Regions from separate parts of the Rattus norvegicus genome. Here region 1 is linked to region 2. A link is a contact called in public Hi-C data. All regions are on one chromosome and are shown on one strand. Each heading gives the region's core, a stretch centred on a gene start, on an enhancer-like site or on the middle of the called end of the contact. The rest is flanking DNA. Distances are from core to core; before and after follow the strand shown. Region 1 has its middle 190 kb from the start of Bmper. Region 2 overlaps Bbs9 (Bardet-Biedl syndrome 9).

Evidence for each region. Hi-C and Micro-C count contacts between places; a contact is called where the count stands out from the background.
Region 1: a contact with region 2 is called in a Hi-C map of the A7r5 cell line, with 1.9 times the contacts expected there. The contact joins two enhancer-like sites.

Annotation. Positions count from the first base shown.
Region 1 is chr8:29,815,171-29,822,011 of GRCr8, forward strand. No RefSeq gene overlaps it. Among named protein-coding and RNA genes, the nearest start is that of Bmper, 190 kb to the right of the region's middle. Within about 2 kb of position 4,426, at least 10 of the 93 cell types and tissues checked have an H3K27ac peak or open chromatin away from gene starts, as enhancers often do. A contact at or near this core is called in the A7r5 cell line, where this site is marked.
Region 2 is chr8:29,623,084-29,630,373 of GRCr8, forward strand. All of the region lies in intron 19 of Bbs9 (Bardet-Biedl syndrome 9), which reads left to right. Among named protein-coding and RNA genes, the nearest start is that of Bbs9, 340 kb to the left of the region's middle. Within about 2 kb of position 1,563, at least 25 of the 93 cell types and tissues checked have an H3K27ac peak or open chromatin away from gene starts, as enhancers often do. A contact at or near this core is called in the A7r5 cell line, where this site is marked.

The DNA.
Region 1 (6,841 bases), core at 3,176-5,675, 190 kb after region 2:
CAGGCAGATTCCGGAGTTCAAGGTCAGCCTGGGACACAGCAAGGTTAGGCCCACGAGTGATAGAAATGGTAATTTCAGGGGGTCACACCCAACTAGTTTATCTTTTGTGCTTAACAAAGGCCCAACGTGCGTTCTGCAATGTTAAGAAAAAAAAATGTATTCATGCTATCTCTTAAGAATCAAAGTGCTGGGGTCAGGAGATGTTGATTCATAAGATAATCAAAAGGGAACCTGGAATTAATTACTGAATAAATATGCAAATAAGAAACTGGACTTTTGGTCTGCAAGAGATGAGCTAGCAGAAGCGCAAAGCAATTCCTTCTTAGGTTTTTCTCTAGAAAGAGCTGAACTGGGCTGGAGGGATGGCTCAGTGGTTAAGAGCACTGACTGCTCTTCCAGAGGTCCTGAGTTCAAATCCCAGCAACCACATGAGAGCTCACAACCATCTGTAATGGGATCCGATGCCCTCTTCTGGTTCTGAAGACAGCAATAGTGTACTCGTATACATAAGTTAATTAAAAAAAAAAAAAAAAGCTGAGCTGTCTTGAAATCTCTAGAGAACAAAATAGCTCTTCAAGAATTTTCTCTTAACAGGATTTCTGACTTGGTCAGAAGACATAGTAAGTTTTTATAGCAACTTTCCCGACTTAGTCAGAAAACCCACGAGCTATCCAGATAATATTTAGAATTTTTACCTGTAGAGAGAGCAGTCTGTAAGGCCATCTCAGCAGAACCCAGGCCGCCGGCTCGCCCATGACTTGACTTTGAGTCGTTCTTTTTGCTGCTCCCAGTTACCCCTTCTCTCAGAACTCCTTCCCATGCTGTGTCTGGTCTCTGGGTAGCCTGTCAAGCACTGACCACTGGGCTGTCTCCTCAGACCCATTTCATTTATAACACTTGCAAAATTATTACCATAACTGTTGAAACTGCTGTTGATTGACACGTAGGCGGTTAACAAACTCCAGCTCTTATAGACAAGGCTTTCTGGTGATTGTTTACTAAGAATGAATGTTACCACACTAGTTTTCTACAGCTGCCGTAACAAATTACCCCAAATTTGGTAGCTTAAAATAACAAAGGTTTATTCCCTCAAGATAACGGAGCCAGAAATTCAAATTAGTCTCACTGAGAGTTCAAGGCAGCAGCAGGGCCACCTTCCTTCTGGAGATTGTAGTTCAATGGGTCTCAACCAGTAGGACACTACAGGGGTTGCATATCAGACAGCCTGTATATCAGACATTTACATTACGATTCACACCGGTGCCAAAATTACAGTCACGAAGTAGCAGCGAAAATAATGCTATGGCTGGGGCTCACCACAATATGAGGAAGGTTGACCGCTCTGGCTTGTTCTTTCAACCTTTGCCCTGGGTGTCACTTTAAGTCACATGCATGTGACCTCCGGCTGTTTACCCTGTGTTTACCTCTTCCCTAGGAGGGCACAGCTGCCCCTCAGGATGGTTGGTCATCACCATCAGCCTGGCTGGTGATCACTGCCTATGGGCGTCTCCAGACTGCTGTTCTTCACCTGCTTCTCTCGTCAAACACGAGAATTCTCTCGTGTTATCTGCATGAACAGTAGTGCCTTCCCTGACACTCATACATCAAGTCCTGGCAATTTTAACAGAATGGAAAAATACCATCTCTACAAATCACGTTTCCCACAAAAACCCCAAGTCCGAAGGTTTATTTTGTACGATAAATCGTTCTTACCTGCTTATCATGTGTGCTGTGCTGGCCCAAGCAGAACGAGGAGTCACCCACGCTAATTACGTGTTAGAAGCCGTCAGCTTCCGCTCACTTACATCCTGCAGGATTGTTAGCAGGAAATCTCAACGGCAAACGCACTGAGGGACTGAAGGTGCAGCTTCAGGGCAGGCCCAGGCTTTCTCCAAAGACCTGATGCCATCTCTGTAGCAACTTCTTGTGTTTCCTCATTTTGCAATTCGGCGAGGCACAAGGTAAAGATCACGTGACTAGACATTGAACCAACAAAGACTCACCTCCTGGATCTCCCACCAACCGAGACTTTGGCCAAATAAGAGAATCTGATAAACTAGGGAAACGGGCAGAATAAATCATGGCTGGTGTTGCACTGAAGACTCTGGGAGATGGTTGCTGTTGTGGAGGTGCACGGCTGGCACGTGGGCACAGCTCACTTTGACGTTTTACTCTGGGTTTTCTCAAGCCCAGAGGCCACATGCCATATCACGCATGTGATCCACACCTCTGCATATTAAACCTCACATTTACATTTACATTGGCATTCACATTTACACCTTTAAAATTTACACTTAAAAAGTTTTCCCCCTCGCAAAACTTTTCACAACTTTTTAAAATTGAAAATAGATTTTTTTTCATACCATCTATCCTGATTATGGTTCCCCCTCATCTAAATCCTTCAAGATCTCCTCCAAAGATGCTTCAATGTCTCTTGCTCCGTTCGAGTTTCCTGTTTTAGATTTATTTCACAGCGGGAGTGTTTTGCCTGCAAGTATTTATGTATACCATGTGTATGGCTAGTACCTGCAGAGGTCAGAAGAGGGCAGCCACGTAGGTGCTGGGAATCAAACCCCTGTCCTCTGGAAGAGTAACAAATGCATTATCTACTAGTCCCACCTCCCCAGTCCCTTAAATGCCTTTGTAAATTATTGATTTTATTTTATATGTCTTCTATGCATGATGTCTGTGCCGCACAAGTTTGCATTGCCCTTGAAGGCAGAAAAGGGAGTGTTGGGTCTCCTGAAGCAGGAGCTTGTTGTGAGGCGCCATGTGGGTGCTGGGCCCAGACACCAGGTCCTTTGTTAGAGCAGCAGAATTATTAGCCCCTGAGCCAGCTCTTCAGCTCCATTTATCCATCCTTTTTAAAGACAAAATGTAGACACTGTTCCACTTGCATTTTCGTTCGATCTTGTCCCCGTCCCTCAAACACAATTTCGAAAACGTTGGAACCCTTTTAAGTAGCTTGCTATACATCTGTAAACCAAGTTAATACTTTTTTTGTTTTAAAAATCTATAGTAGCTGCTGGACATGTCTTTTTCTGTCCTGATATTTGGAATGAATCAATAATTTATCCTAGAGATTTATACTTATTTTATATGTAGTATATTAATTGATAAAAACTGATACTTGTGATAATTTTTCTATGAGTAAACAACTAAATTTACAGCCTTACAATAACTCTATGAAGGTTACTTTTAAGTTAATTTATTTTACATGTATGGATGCTTTGACTGAATGTTTGTCTGTTAATACATGTGTACAGTGCCCATGGAGGCCAGAAGAGGGGTCCCCTGGAGATGAAGTTATAGACAGTTGTTAGCTGTCATGTGGGTGCTAGGAACCAAACTTGGGACCTCTGCAAGAGCCACAAATGCTCCTAAGGACTGAGCCATCTCTCCAGGCTCTAAACGGAGTATTCTTGCTTTGGTTTCCTTATTGTTGTTATCATTTTAAACAAATACCTCAAGTGGCTGCTGAGATGGCTCAGCAGGGAAATAGGCTTGGCACCAAGCCTATGGCCTAAGTTAGAGCTCTCCACCCACGTGGGGGAGGAGAGAATCCACTCCTGCAGACTGTCCTCTGGCCTGCACTCAGGTGCCAAGGCACACGCAGGCTACCTGCTCCAACAAATGCATAACTGTAGAAAAGTAAGAAGTACCTCGCAAATGAACTATTTGGGCACGTATGAGTTTTATTACCTACTATCAATTTTCCTATGTGTATTTTTATCAGTATGTGTTAACCATACAGAGTGTAGGGTTTCAGCAGAACGTTTCGTCGTGTGCATGTAACCCACACTGATGGTATTCTCTTTATGCTATACTGTCCCGTCTGCTTTTCTTAACCTCTTTCCACATCCCAGTGTTTCTCCCTTTATTTTTTGCCTTCCTTTCCTTTTTGTCCGAATTTCCATTCACTACTGGAAAAATGCAATATTAATCTTTCTAAGCCGATTCATTTCATTCAACACGATCATCTCTGTATCCATTTTCCTTTAGATGTCATGATTTAAGTCTTCTTTGTGGCTGGGTAAAACTCCATCATGATCTACAATGTAGCTGTTCTCTTTCCTTCCCTGGGGGTCTGTCAGTGGGCGTCTGTGATGGTTTGAATGGGAAGTGTCTTCACACACTCGCGCATTTGAACACTCAGTCCCCAGTTGGTAGAGCAGTGTTGGGAGGAAATGTTACCTTTAGGAGATGGAGTCTTATTGGAAGAAATACCTCACTGGCAATGGGCTTGGGGCGTTTATAACCTCACCCCACTTCTATTTCATGCTCTCTGTTTCCTTCCTATGAGTGGAGCTGCGATCTCTCAATTTCTTTGCCATGACTCCCCCACCAGAAACTCTTTCTCTCTTTGGAACCGTAAGCTAAAACAAGCTCTTTCTTCTGTACGCTGCTTTTGGTCATGATGATTCATCATAGCAACAGGGAATGCTACAGCTGTTGAGGTAGAAATCTCGGCTCATGTCCAGACAGAACACACCAAACCAATATGGTTCCACGTGGAGAGATTTAATGAGAAAAGAAGAGTAGAAGGGGGGAGAAGTAAAGGAGACTGGGCCACGGGCACCTGGAGGGAAGTGGGGGATGGAGAGAGAAGGGACAAGGGGAAGAGCAGGGAAGAGAAGAGAACAAAGAGCAAGAGAGAGCAAGAGAAAGAGGAGGGGGCAAGCAGCCCTCTTTATAGTCAGGCACAGCTGGCTGTTGTTAGGCAACTGTGGGGCGGAGCATACCGGGCAGGTAGCTGTGGGGGTGGAGCTTAGACAGAATACCAACAACAGTATTTATGTAGGGCTCCGGCTTAGCTTAAGAAGCAGTTGAAAGCCTAAAAAGCCATAGTTGTAGGAGGTGGTTCTGATGCTTTGATCTGGAACCTTCCTGTAAACGCTGAAGGTTCTGTTCTCCAATTGGTTCTTGATCAATGACTAAAGATGCCAGCAGCCAATGGCTGGGAAGAAGAGGCGGGACTTCCAGGTTCCTAAAGGCCGGTTAGGAGACACAGGAGGAAAAAGGGAATTCACCATGCTTCGGAGGAAGAATCACGAGCTATGTGAGATCAGGGTGGAGTGATTGGCCACTTCCCCAGGCAGAAGACTAGAAACGCAACTAAGCTGGGGGCAGATGTAAGGTGCTGAGGAAGGAGTAAAGGAAAAGACACGTTCACCTAGCTGCGAGAGGCTTAGAAAAGTCCAGCCGCTGAGCTAAATGTGTGTGTGTGTGGGGGGGGGGGGGGGGACTAGCCAAGAACTCAAAGCAGTGTAGAAAAACTACATGCTACACATAGTTTTCTAAATATTCTCCCAACAGGAGATTTTTCTAGACTATATCTGAAGAACTAAAGCAAACAAATAAACACCGAGAAACAAACAAAAAATGGAATCGTATAAATGTGACTAACCCAACAAATGGGCGGTGGACACAACAGACTTTTCACATGAAGAAATACAAATAGCCGATAAATACATGAACTGTTCAACATCCTTAGCTACCTGGGAAATGCTCCACTGAGACTCCATCTCACCTTAGTCCAAGGTAAAGGCCACGGGGTAAAAAAGCAGCACATGCTGGCAAAGATGCTGGGTTGGGGAGGAGCCCTTGAACATAGCTGGTGGGCGTGTGAACTAGTGCGGCTGCAGCGGAAATTGGTACAGAGGCTCCCTCAAAAAACTAAGCGCAGAACTACCACGTGATCCAGCCACACCACATGATCCAGTCACACCACGTGATCCAGCCACACCACGTGATCCAGCCGCACCACGGGCTGTCCACTGGACAGAATCTAACTTCTCAACAGAGATGCTTGGCACCACATTAACTGAGGCACTATTCATGCTATCCCCAAAAGCTGAGCTATAGTATCAGTTTATGATAAAATTTTACTACATCTTCACCGTCATCATTTCTGGGAATGACCAGAGGATATGAATGACCCTTTTTCTTTCACATCATCACCAGCAGTGAATAATCTGATTCCTGCTGGTGTTTGCTGATCTTGGTCATGTGTCTGGCGAGTTGAGGACTGGCGTCTGTATTACCTTAAGTTTGTCAGTTATCGGTTTGGCTTTTCTCCTTATTTATCTCTGCGTGCATTGTTATCTTTCATATACTTTGCAACTATGTTGCCCAATCTGCTGCTGTTATATTAATTCTGGTGGTAGGTTTTTACTTTGTGGAATTTTTAATGTCTTATACATTCAAATGGTTAAATCTATCAAAAATTTAAACTAAAATTGTTACTTTTTGTTGTAGAATTCTGTTCAATTAAAATATGCTGTTGCATTTGCTGTGTGAAAGAGCATTAAGGGTTAAAAGTAACAGACAACTATGGCTCAGGGGAAACTTGAAATTTAGTTTTCGGGCAAGATAGATAAAACTATAGTCAATAATATAAGCCGTCCACGATGAGTGTCAAATACTTGGCACAAAACGAGGTGATTTCATGTTGGCTGCCCGGAAACAGAGAACAGAGAGCACTGCCTCTGCCGAATCCGTGACTAGATCAGCCAGATGACTCATGGCAGTGCAGGACATCAGGGCTGGAACAGCCTAGAGACCCATCTCATCTGATTTGTGCACATGGAATAAACAGTCTGACTTTTAACACTGACTGAGCTCCTATCCACATGACAGCTGACTGTTAGCCCCACCAAAGGCTCTCCAAGGTGACACAGGGTACCTCAGGCTGTGTTCACCCCAGGTTCTTATGCCGTATCCTCAACACAGAGCAGTTGTCACTCAGCCTACCACAGTTCCATTGAAGCCACTAATGCCAACACCAGAGCCCCACTGTTGTGAATGGGGCCCTGGGGTACAAAGGCAGTGAAGGGTAAGG
Region 2 (7,290 bases), core at 313-2,812:
CCAGACGTCCCAACAAGGGCGATTTTGTTCCAAGGACATTGACTGTCGGCAACGTCTGGAGATACTCTTGGTTGTTAGAGCTAATGGTAGGAGATGTTACTGGCACCTAGAGTGTCGAGCACAAGACGCCGTGTACTTCCTGCAGTTGCAGAGGCCGTCCAACGGTGAGGACTTCCCTGAGCTCTCCACCCTCAGAGCAGTGAGCAGTGAAGATTTGGGCGAATCTGTGTAAGAGGTGCATGTGGTGGTGTAGATATTGTCGATCCTGGTTATTTACAGAAACAGTCAGCCTAATCAATCACGCAGCCCACAGACGTTTTTAAGATGTGACAGACTCGATCTTGTTCATCTGGAAGGCAAGCTTGCCCGGAGCAGTGCTGCCTGGTGCATTCTCGTGTTATGGAGTCATTGGAAGTTCTCATTTATTTTAGAATATCAACTGCTCATGAAAGTCTTGCCACATGTGAGATATGGGGGTGGGTAAAGCTAGTAACAAGGCAGCCTCTGGCCTGGAAGCATTTAGAGTAGAAACTGAGTGCAGAGCGTCTCCAACAAGGCCTCTTCCAGGTCTAGTGTCCCAGCAGCCATGCCTGTAGGCATGCTCTTCTTTACCCTTCCTGCTACATGAACCCTGGCAGTCCCACTTGTTGCCTTGCGTTATTCTGTGGACATATCCTGTGTACACATGTATGTCATGTTGTTGTATATACATATCCCATGTACAGAAACATTCTTTCCATGTACTCTAGTTGTAAGCTTGTTCTACCAGGCAGTAAGGGTATGAATAATATCTTTTGCTTTAAAAAGCAAAATCATAAAAACCACAAGTGTTTAGAAGAACTAGACCCTCTTCGCAGACTTATTTTTGCCTATTTACACGTGAGTATGTATGTTTGCATGTACATGCATGTGTGCATATGTGTACATGTATGTAAATGTTACTTCACCTCAGGAAGTCTGAGGAAATGGTCAATATCATCACCGACACAGTGGGGTCCCCAGGTTCTCCCAGAAGCGGATCAATAGCGTACTGTAATTGATCACATGTAGAACTCATCGTAACACTGACTGCCTTAGGTAGAGGGGAGCCTGGGGACAGCCAGCCAGCCAGCTCCCCATCTCACTGCTGCTCCCCTCCATGGACTGCGGTACTCCATGCTGCGTGGGTGGCTTCCTACTCACAGACATGTCTGTCTAGAAGACTGTTGCCCAAGGCATTCTAAACTTAGAAGCTATTCAGACCCTGTGGATGTTGTTTTTGGAGAGAGATAACTGTGGCATTCTCCAGGGCTTGTAAATGAGCTCTTGCATTGCCAACCACAGATTCCTGCTTCACTAAGCAATGTGTTCAGTGACAGAGCATGGCCCAGAAAATATTCATTTGTCTTTTTACAACCTGATTCCGTTAATTATTATTGTTTTTTTAAATTTGGGTTTCACTTGGCTGTAGGTAGATCATTTTATAGAAAGAGGTAAAACTTAGACCAGCCATCAGGGGTGCGGAGAGGTACGGAGGTAAAAATCGTAATCAGGCCTGAGATCAGTTGTATTTTTAGCTTTATATGAGACAGGCATTGGAGTCAGTTTCCTTTCAGCTGATGAAGTTACATGTCTACTTGGTGAATAAGCTGTGCAGAAATAGCAGAATTATTCTCTGTGTCACTTATAAGTTATTTGCCTCTCTCCTTTTAACATTTTTATGAATCAATGGTATACATTCGAAATGCCTCAGCTAACAGCTATGTCCCCACAGTGGTTACCTTTACATTCTTCTGGGCAGTACACTGAAAAGGAAAAGGAGGGGGTTCTTAAGTATAATGAAGTTTCTCAGGAGTCATTTGTTTTCTAAAACGAGTTCTATGTGAATTTTCCAGGCACTTGGCAGGAACAGATTAGTGTCAGGGAAATTCTAGGCAAAAGCACCTTGATTTCCAGGGTCACGGCCGTCATGCCCTGCTGCTCCTAAGCAGCAAGGCCCAGGTTGTTTCTTTATCATGTTATGGACATAGAATGCGTGAGTCAAGCTTTTAATGAGACATACGCATCGATTTCCGCTCTTACTAGCCCTGCCAGTGGTCACGATGGAAATGTATTCTAATTCCAGGCTTGGAAATGAAAGTTCCACGGTGTATGCGAGCTGCAGGGCCTCCCAGTGAGAGCCACTGCAGAGCAGAATCCATTCTTCATCGTCTGTATGTAAACTAATGGGGCACTAAACATGGCTAAGAAGTAATGCTCTATGTGGTGGTGAGCACTCGGGAGGCGGAGGCTGATGGATTCCTGAGTTCAGTGCCAGCCTGGTCTACAAGGCGAGTTCCAGGACAGCCAGGGGTCTACAGAGAGAGACTGTCTCAAACAAACCACCACCAACAAGCAAAGTCGGATCCCTGCTATGCTTTCGTAATAAAACTCCCAGGGTTGGCTTTCGTCTGAGCATGAGTTCATAGAGGCCCTAGATTCAGGATGGGCTTACTGTACAAACCTGGGAAGCTCACCGTGCCTTCCTGACACCCATGATCTTTCTCGTTTCTTTTTGAATCTTTAAATAAGATTTTCCTTTTGCTGAGAGAACAATGCTTTTGGATATGAATTGCATCTTTACAGCCAAAGTAAACTTCATCCTCATTGGAAAGCTTTTGCCATGCCGCAGTCTGGACTGTGGGAATGCCATCTCAAATAATACTGAAAAGGGGAAGTGTGTGTGTGTGTGTGTGTGTGTGTGTGTGTGTGTGTGTGTGTGTACCCGCGGAGGCAGAACAGGATGTGGAATTCCCTGAAGTTAGAGATGGTTGTGAGCCATCTCGTTGTGGGCGTGGGCACTGAGAACTGAGCTCTGGTCCTCTGCAAGAGCAGCAAGGGCTCCTAGCAGCTGAGCCATCTCTCCAGCCCCTGTCTTCATGTTTTAATCGAAGTATAACAAAGTAAAACAAGGGATCCAGTACATCTGACTTTCAAAGCTTTCAGTAGTATGTTTGATTCTGTGTTTCATGACATTTTAATTTGAAATTTGGTGAAATTTAGCTACAAAATGAAGGCTATCCTAGTGAATGATCACAAAGGGCGGAGCATGGAAGAGTGGTGACCCCCTGTTCCCCTCACCTGGGAGAGGGGACTTCGTATTAGGAGATAAGTCCTCCCTTTTCAATGCTATCATTTGTCTAATAAAATAATCTGCCTGTTATACCTAGACTTTATGGGGAACATTAAGAAATAGTTAACAGAAGCCAAATTAACTAGAAATAAATAGAAGGGATGTTTGCTGGCTTTTACTGAGTCTTCATGTAGGTGAGTGAACTAACTCTGAGGGAGATGAAGGCTGCGCAGCCTGTAGTTGGCTCCACCCACACTCATACATGAGCCTATGGGCTCCACCCACACTCATACATGAGCCTGTAGTTGGCTCCACCCATACTCATACATGAGCCTATGGGCTCCACCCACACTCATACATGAGCCTGTAATTGGCTCCACCCACACTCATACATGAGCCTGTAATTGGCTCCACCCACACTCATACATGAGCCTGTAGTTGGCTCCACCCACACTCATACATGAGCCTATGGGCTCCACCCACACTCATACATGAGCCTATGAGCTCCACCCACACTCATACATGAGCCTATGGGCTCCACAGTCACAGGACCATCCTGACATTCTGGATGTCACTAAGCAGTAGTGGATGAGCACTTCTCCTTTTCCTCTTCACAGCAGTGTGTCCAGACAGCTGACAAGAACCAACTTGTTTTGGTTCCTGGTTTAAAGAAAGTGGTCCATTGCTGGGGAGGGGAGTGGAGGACAGGCCCCTGGGCGGAGAGGGCCTGTCTGCTTGGTTCCCAGACTCCATGCGTGCCAGCATGGCCATCCACGGGGCCATGTTGATCTCCATTGACTTAACATGTTCATCCACGTTGGTCCATTACTAGAATAGATAGATCTACCCCAAACCATATTGCATATTGAAGTCCAGCCAAGCTGAGAGGTACCGCTGGGGCACCAGATGGCTATTGTTGTATGTCCTGCCTCTGATGAGGCCAGGGTGCAGGTAGGCAGGCACAGGCAGTGTTCTGTGGTGAGATTCCTGGCTCGGATATGCAGTGTGGCTCTGCTGTTTGTTGTTTGATCCCTTCTGTAGTTCTTTCTCCTTATCTTTAACATGGTGCCTACCTCATAGGGTTGTTTCTGAGAATTAAATGGGCTAATCCCTGTAAAGATTTTAGCCTGTGTTTGGTTCCTAGAAAGCCTTCAGGGAAATGTTGACAATTGTCACATACATGAGTTTGTTTAGACTATGGAAAACACCGTAACTTGTGATTTATAGAAAAACATGTTTAGACTACTAAAAACACTGTAACTCGAGATTTATAGGAAAACAGAAGAGCCATCATTTTCTGAAAAGTAGCTTCACCAAAGGGGAAGGCCAGAAAAATTACTCTTTAGTGTAGCGTTCCTGTCTCTGAGCTACACAGAGTGTACCATTCCCTTTGTTGAGAGAAAACGAGTAACCTGAGATTTAGCTCAGTGGTAGAGCCCTTGCCTAGGAAGCGCAAGGCCCTGGGTTCAGTCCCCAGCTCGGGAAAAAAAGAACCAAAAAAAAAAAAAAAAAAAAAAAAGAGAGAGAGAGAGAAAACGAGAGTGGTGAGGTCGAGTTCGTACACATTCATTATGAACTTGCTGCCGTTCTGATGTGACTTTGGGCAGTGCTGGCCCACTTCAGGAAGAAAGCCACCTTCTTCAGCCATCTTGGGGTGAAAGCCCCAAAGATGTAAGGTGTAGGTTCCACACAGGCCCTGCCCGTGATGGGTGTGACGTCTGAGCAGCACTCACATTCCATTATAAAGCAGGACCCGTTGCTGGTGCTGTGGGGTCACCTGTGGATACACGTGTCTCTGTGCAGAGGGCACTCGCTGAGAAGGCAGCAAACCGCTGAAGCGCTGGCAGCTCTCTGCCCCTGCTCACTGACCTGGCCTGTGTGCACAGATGGCTCTAAGCCTTTAACCCTTCACTGGGAAATGGAGACAGGGTGGGGTGGGGTGGGTGGGGGCCGTCCGCAGGTTCTGTCTCAGAGGACAGAATGATGGATGCTAACAGCTCTGAGCACGCCGCCTGGATCACAGTCAGTCTCCACAGCAGCACAGTAGGACTCTGTGCCACACACGAGATGTGGAAGCCGATTGGGCCAGCTTAGGTGGAGAAATTGGACATGTCCGTGTTCACATAGCATGATTCATGTCTACTCCGTTGTTGCGGCTGCTGCTTTCCTGTAACCAATTTTAGAGCCTGTCTTGGCAGCTGGAAGTGTTTGGGATTAATTTCACACTCGCTTTATGAGTCGAGTGCTTTCCTGCAGCTCCCTGGGCCTCTGCCTTGTTACTCTGGCATCAACTGATATGGCCATCAGACAGAGATGTCCTTTGGGGTCTCTGTTTTATTTGGAAACCATCAATTTGCAAAAGCAAAACAAAAGCCATCAGCACATTGTGCTTGAAGTTGTTAGCATTTATTGTTTCCTATAGGCCTCCCTTCTGTAGTTCTGTTGAACACTAGGGAACACACAGCTTGCTCAGACAGTCATGAGCCTGGAAAAAAATCTCTCTCCCTCAAATGTTAATTCCTAGCATTTGGTTGGCTTCACTTCTCAGTTCCAGGTGATCTGGGAGATCTTCTGGGCCTTGGTCATTCAGATCTGAACCTTGATGGGCCTAGTTTTTCCAACTCTTTTTAATATGCTAATTCTGTTTAATTCATCTGGCTCTCCTGGAGAACAAAGTAAACTTGGCTGTTACATGCAAAACTAAATTGAGAACATGGAGATCTGTTTAGTATTTCATGCTGGCCAGTAGGTCAGGAAGATTTTCCTTGGGGGTAATTTACATAAGGAATTGTTTATTCCATTTCTTTCCAGTTTCTGTGAACATTTGGGGATAAGGGACCATTTCCACCATGACAGGAATCCATCCAGGGAGACTGAAAGGCTGAGAGACAGTGCTTCTCCCAGACTGATGTATCTTGAGCCTTGTTCTGGGAAGATGCTGGGACTTGGGCCGCCGTCACACTACGTCACTCTTTCACTACGGCTGGGCTGAACAAGTTGAGTGGCTCCGTGAACTGGCGTGTTGCTGCCCTTGGTGAGACTTTCCCCTTGGTTGCGAGGAACATGCATCGACGCTTCACCAGTGTCCCAGTGAGGGCCACGGCGTTTGTTCTGCCTGCTTTATTGTGCTTTATGGACGAACACAGATATCCAGAATACTTGGTGCTTTCAGAGTCAAGTGCCCGCCCACCACCTGAGCGTTCCCCAAGAGCAGCCTCTCAGTTTGTTGGCATTCTGTTCTCCTCTTTAAAGGCCTCCTCCTCACTCCCAGTGTGTTGGGAGGCCTCCCTTCTCGGTGGTGTGCAGAGAAGTCATTAACATAATTCCAGTAGCAGATTTCAAGCTGTTGATGTGAGGTCTCTGAGTATGGAGTTGGAAGTCGGAAGAAATGGGCGGTAGGCCATACTGCGAAGCATCAACCAAAGTCAGATAAACTAAGTAAAGATTTCCACAAGGCCTACATACCAGCAGCAAATAATGAATTTTGAGTATTTATTAATCCTTTTTTGGGTAATTTATTTTAAGTCCTGTAATTCTTAGCAATGGCCATATGAAATGACTGGCTTACAAAATTCCTGAGAATTGAGCAATTGGATCCTTCTCTTGATCTGGGAGGGGCTCACTGATCCAGCTCCAGTGTGCTTCCCTTCACACGCCCCTCCTCCCTGGAGCCTTCCAGCGGGAGTTAGGCTGCTCTGAACCTACAGTGTGAGATGGGCGGCACCACTGCTCCGTTCTGCTCCTTTCCTCACTGGAGAGGGCCATCTCACTGGCCAGTGCAAAATGGAAATGGCTGGGCCTCTTCACGCAGACAAGGAGAAGGGGTCTGTCGTCAGTGGCCTGCCTTCCACAATTTCTGACGCAATTGTTTTCTGTTTTATATCTTTTAAGTAGGAAAAAAAATTAGAAGTTTAGATTAATGTCAGTTTTACTAAGCAATTTTTATATGGTCAAGGTCAATTTTAAATGCAAGTCTAAAAGCATTTCACATACTTAGCTATTCCTATCTCCTCTGTCCTTGTTCCGTTTTCCTGATGACTTCAGGGACCTTTCTAAGTAAGCATGGCCGCAGTCTTCTCCTCTGTACAAGAGAAATGATGTCAAGTGGGTACAAGTGACTGACGCACGGCACTGATCGCACGACACTAGGCAGACTCCATAGCCCATCATTTCTGCCTGGAATCAGGGATCGTCTTTAA